Linked DNA regions of Triticum aestivum: region 2 is linked to region 1. Evidence: chromatin contacts called from public Hi-C data. All regions are on one chromosome and are shown on one strand. The core of a region is the stretch at or near the end of the contact, and the rest is flanking DNA. Distances in the headings are between cores, read along the strand shown.

Region 1 (2,700 bases), core at 98-2,597:
TGATTATTGCCTTGACTGATCTTGGTGAAATTTATCGCTGGTAGTAATCAGCTTGTCAGGTAGCCTTTGGATGCTTCTGCTTTCGTTGTCAAGCCTATTTTCTTTCATGTTGGTAAAGCCGAGGTCATTGTCAGTCACACGTTGCAGTTTCTTACTCCCTATGTACTGCAAACCAATTGTCAGAGATGTTCGTGGCACAGAAACCTTTGAACTGCAACAGAATTTCCTTCCGATCCCAGATAGTAAGTTGAGTTGTTGATAACTGATCGAGCATACTATACCTATTTATTTTGCGTTAATTGTAGTTATTTTCGAGCTTAATTTAGGCTTACCTGTAACCTCATGCGATGATTTTGTCCATATGCTCCAGTTTGTGTGCGTGTTACTCGTGTGCCATGTTGGTTGGTAAATGAAAGACGGGTAGCTTTGTTTGATGTTGATTTCTATGGGCTGACACACGTTTGGGTCTGTCTTTGATACATTCTTTTCTACTAGTCTGTAATCTTGTGACTCCAGCAATTGCATTTGTGTTTTTGAGCTCCTTTTCAGTTGACTAATGCTTACGTAGGTAATCCCTAAAGTCACCTTTGTAGCTAGCGTCATCAGAGCATGAGTACAGCTATACGATGTTGTCACATCATCTATAGCCAATCTTATAGCTATATTTTAGATAGAGAGTAGACGTAATAAAGCTTGTTTGGTGTTGTACTCCCTCCGCCCGGAAATACTTGTCATCAAAATGGATAAAAGGGGATGTATCTAGACGTATTTTAATTCTAGATCCATCTCTTTTTATCCATTTTGATGACAAGTATTTTCGGACGGAGGGAGTAGATATTAAGTATATTTTCTGCTCCCTCTGTTCCATAATGTAAGATGTTTTTGCGAGCTAACATAGCTTGCAAAGACGTCTTATATTGTGGGACGGAGGGAATAGTATAATAAATATAATCAACCTTGAAAATGTCACCACCTAACGAGCTTGGACCGGCAAAGAATCCATTGGCAGCGGCGGCCAGGGTCTGCTCGCGGGGAGCGACGTTTCCACATTCGCTACCAGGCAGAATCCATTGACTCAAACCTGTGGGAAAATCGTATAATATGTGCCTTTTATGAACCCGAGCACACTTTTACCGGATAAGCGAGGCGCTCTTTTCTTTCAGCGAGGCGCTGAAACCTCACTCTCGCGGCCTGCGTGAGTGGATGCTTCCCCATCCACCCATGTGTCCAAGAGGAGTTGTTGTCGTGCAAGTTACATCCACTTTCTCCGTGCGGCGTCCACCCATTCCCCATCCCAGCCATGATTCCCTCCGTCCCCCTCGGGCGACACATGTTCCCAGTTAACCCCGTGGATGGCTACGTTCGTTCGTCCGATCCTTCCCGGTCACGCCATGCCGATATTTCCTGGATTCTCCTGACCGGCAGGCGCCACGCTCCTTCCCCACGCGCCCCTTTCCTTTGGTCTTTGTCCGAATTTTTCTAGAGCGTGCTACACCGTGCCGTCGACGTGTGGCCACTCCATCGACCATTTGGTTCATGCATCCTCATGGCAGAAAAATAATAAGAAAAAAAAAAGGAGGAAGGAACAAACCTACGTACTACACAGTACACACTCATAACTTCATAAGGCTCTGAACCGTCCATCATGCATCATGTGCGAATGGGCTGCATGCACAAGACTACAATAATGGCTGATGAGCACTCGTGTTCCGTTTTCTACATGCTAGCACGAGACGGAGCCACAAGTTGCGCCTACAATATTCGCCGGGGGAGAGGTTCATGCACGGCGTGGGCCGGGGACACACGGCGCCGGCCGACCCCGACGCCGATTTGGCTGGCGTCGTGGAGGTGGTGGCCTGGTCTGGTCTGGTCGGTGGATAACATAAACTACTTGTCAAGTGGCGGTACAACAAGTACATGGATATTTGGGTGAGAGCATGAGGCGATGTGAAATGAGAGGAGAGGGTGGCCTGATTGATTTCTGGCGGCGAGCAAGTTGGCCAAATTGAGAGGCGCCCAGTATGGCCTCGTGGACCTTTCTGCGCTTTTACACGTCCCCTGTCTGCTGCTAGTTGCTCTTGCTTCCTTCCTTTCATTTTTTTTTCCTTTGCCTTGGACAGGCAGGCCCACGAGAAATTCCCTTGCGCATGCATGTGCCTGCGCTTTTACCACATGCAGCTGCATATTCCCGTTAGCACCTTCTGGTTAAAAGGACATTTGAGGGGAGATTGTTCCCGGAATACCTCCTGTGTTAGAGATAAGTGCAGAATTAGTTCCCTCTGACAGGTTATCATCATGAAATCATCACTGTACCCCCGCAAAAAAAAAATCATCACTGTACGCGGGGGTATAGCATGGACGTAATGGGATGACGTCGCTATATATATGGTCGGTGGTAATTGCCCGTACGACTAACGACACTAGGGGGAGTCGTGCCGGTTAAAATAATAGAAGAAATAAAAAATACTACTAGTGCATTAGATTGAACCTTTCCGGAAAAGTAGATTCACGAGGCGAGAGGAGTAATTTAGCCCAGGATTAAAAAATTAGCCGGTGTCAATTCAAACTAACTTCAAAATAGGTAAATTTTCCTGACATACAATCTATTAAATATCAAGTTGTTTCAGTGAAGTCCAAATTTTCATGTAACCAAAAAAAGTTAAACCTTGATCTACACCGCCGTGGCAGAGAGCCATATCA
Region 2 (2,700 bases), core at 55-2,554, 430 kb after region 1:
TTTCCTTCTTCCTTTCACCTTTTTCTGTGGCGAACATCGTACAAAATCGATATCCCCAAGATCCTGCTCCCCGCCTCGCGGATTTGCCGGATCCCCTGCGAACGAGCCGCGTGTGGCTGTGGCTCTCCGTCGAGGTCCGGCAATTATTGGCTAGTCGCTGGTCAGCTCTGATGGCTGCGTGCCGGGTTTCGACGGATCATTTGTGAGCACGGATGCTTTAGACTGTTCTTCAGAGACACATCTTGGCTGGCTATACTTTCTACCTAGCTGCTTGAGCTAAGCGTCCTTATTACGGTTGAGATGTAGCACTAAGAAGCTACATGTAGTTGTAGAGATGAGCGTGTGTCTGTTCAGTACTGTCTGCATTTTCACCTTGTTATTGCAGCGCTGCAGGCACAGTGTATTCGAAATCATCCGTATACCTGCGCGGCATCGAACATAAAGATCACCGGAAAAATTGACTGTCAGTACGTGTTGAGCTGTTCCAGTACTAGCATGATTACAAACAAGTACTAAGTACTCCCTCCATTCCAAAATGTAGTGCTTCCTCTATCTCCGTGCTTCAACTTTAACCGTAAATTTAACTATCAAGACCGATTGCGGCGGGAGCAAAAATTATATCAGCGAATTCGTATTCGAAAGAAGTTTTTAATTATGTAATTTTTCACCCGCCGCAGTCGGTCTCGTTTGTGAAATTTATGGTCAAAGTTCGACCTCGGAAAACGCGGGCGCACTAGATTTTGAAATGGGGGGAGTACAACACAGATGGAATCCAGGAAAGAGATAACTACAGCGAACCCAGAGGTTTACACATGGAGGCCGGGACCTCATACGACTATCTGTCTGTCGCCCACCCAGGCAACTCTTCCCGGCATACCCACAGCCAGCTGGCCACAGAGGATCCCTGACCCTCGCACCGGAAGACCACAAGCAAACGCTATCCGGCATCCACTTGTGGGCGGTTGGCCCCACCAAGGAGGACAGGCAGGCGCCCATCTCCGCCGTCCGTTCGCCCCCTCCGGGCCTTTCCCCCGACACGTGGATCTCCGCGCCGGTACGTCGCCGTCGCCCCCACCCGGGGGTGACGTGTCCGCCCACCGCAGACCCCGCGACAACACCCCACCTGCGCGCTTACCTCACCGCAGAATCACCCACGCGCCTCGTACCGCACGCGTGGCGCCGACCGGCGGGCCCAGGCCCGCGTGGCCCCGCGTGTCAGCCGCCGCGGGTGGGTCTCGAGGGACGAAAAGGGAGGGGGAGGGCGCGACGGCAAAGCTGGCCTGCGTGTGGGGCGGTGAGCTGTCGTGGGGCCCGCGGGGGGAGGAGGGAGGCCGCACGTGGCGCGCGATGCGGCGGCCTCACGCACACGTACCCGTACCGCCCGCCCGCCCGCGGGCTTTAAAAGCGGACGGGTGCGCGGGGGGCGACGTGTCGCTGCGGCGTAGGCCCTCGGGGGTGGGACCCGCGGGGCGCGGCAAGTTGCAGCGGCTGTTTGTTGGGTGCCAGTTGCTGCCTGCTGGGTGCCCCTACAGGGTCGCGGAGAGCTACCCTCATCGCGTGGGGCCTCCAGCCGAGCCGAGGCGAGCCGGCTCGGGGATGCTTTTTGATCTTGGTGTAGCTCGGCTTGGCGGCTTCGAGCTGGGAGAAACGAACGAGGTTACTGGATTGGCGCCGTGTTCCTTTTAACGGAGTATGTTAATGCACTTGATTGGTGCCGTAGGAAATACTAGTACCTGGTACCGTGGGGCTCTTGTCTGTGTCATGAATGGTTCACGCACAAATTGTGGATTTTCGGATAACGTCGTGCCGGTTCATGCTAGACTTGATAGATATATATCATTGAAATATAAAATTCTTGAATTTCTCACCATACATTAATCAAATTATCATGAGATAACATTCATTTTTGCTTTGCTCCAAAATGTGCTTGTTTAACAAGAGATGGGTCGCGAAGGACCCGGAACAGTCTTATAGATATTGCATTGCAGTTGCAAAATTACTACTCAATCCAGACACTTTGCAAAAAAAACACTATGCGAGAAGAAGATTGCAATGTGCTTCACAGTCATCAACAAGTTTTTCACACCTGATCGAGCTCGCCATCGCCAGGGGCAGAACAACTTGGATTGGGGGATCGTCGTCGGTCCGTCGCCAACATAAGCCACACGAAGAAGAAGCAAACGTTGAGTCACAACTACACATGGCCTTTCCTTTCGGTATATTGGCCGGGAGGAAAATAGTTGCCATTCAGCTAGAACAGTCCGCATGGGAGCAATCAGAGATGCTACAAAACACCGCTCAAAAGAAGCGCGTGATAGAGCAACAATAGGTGCTTTGGATTAGACGTCAGCAACCCATCTCCGACGTGATGATGGACTCGGGGAGGATGGAAACAAGTGCACCTTGGCCTCCTTGGCGGCTGAAGAAACATGAAACAAACGCCTTCACAATCACCAGATCCCATTGAAAGTGTAATCATGCCCTTAATCATGTTTTTGATGTTGATGACAATATTCATATAGGTTATTAGTCCCTTTGCCATCATTGTGTAGGGATCATGGACCTACCAGGATATATATGACTAAAAAAACGGAGTATCTTGAGTTATAGGGATCCTGCACTATTAAGAGGGGATCAAAGGGGTCCGTTGAAGATTTGCTCGAGTCAATATCTTTCCATGCACATCCTACACATACACAA

What was found. A called contact is a pair of places that touch in the nucleus more often than the background predicts.
Region 2: a Hi-C map of leaf shows a contact between it and region 1, with 4 times the contacts expected there. The contact joins two enhancer-like sites. A contact is called at or near these places in 1 of 5 Hi-C or Micro-C datasets (leaf) and 1 of 1 datasets of contacts at active chromatin or transcription factors (leaf).

The regions. Positions count from the first base shown.
Region 1 is chr2D:130,776,739-130,779,438 of IWGSC CS RefSeq v2.1, forward strand. It overlaps LOC123052162 (phosphatidylinositol glycan anchor biosynthesis class U protein), which reads left to right. Exons shown (of 15, transcript XM_044475265.1): 15 at 1-77. Among protein-coding and RNA genes, the nearest start is that of LOC123052162, 12 kb to the left of the region's middle. Within about 2 kb of position 1,348, at least 7 of the 8 cell types and tissues checked have an H3K27ac peak or open chromatin away from gene starts, as enhancers often do. A contact at or near this core is called in leaf, where this site is marked.
Region 2 is chr2D:131,202,892-131,205,591 of IWGSC CS RefSeq v2.1, forward strand. No RefSeq gene overlaps it. Among protein-coding and RNA genes, the nearest start is that of LOC123052163, 75 kb to the right of the region's middle. Within about 2 kb of position 1,305, at least 8 of the 8 cell types and tissues checked have an H3K27ac peak or open chromatin away from gene starts, as enhancers often do. A contact at or near this core is called in leaf, where this site is marked.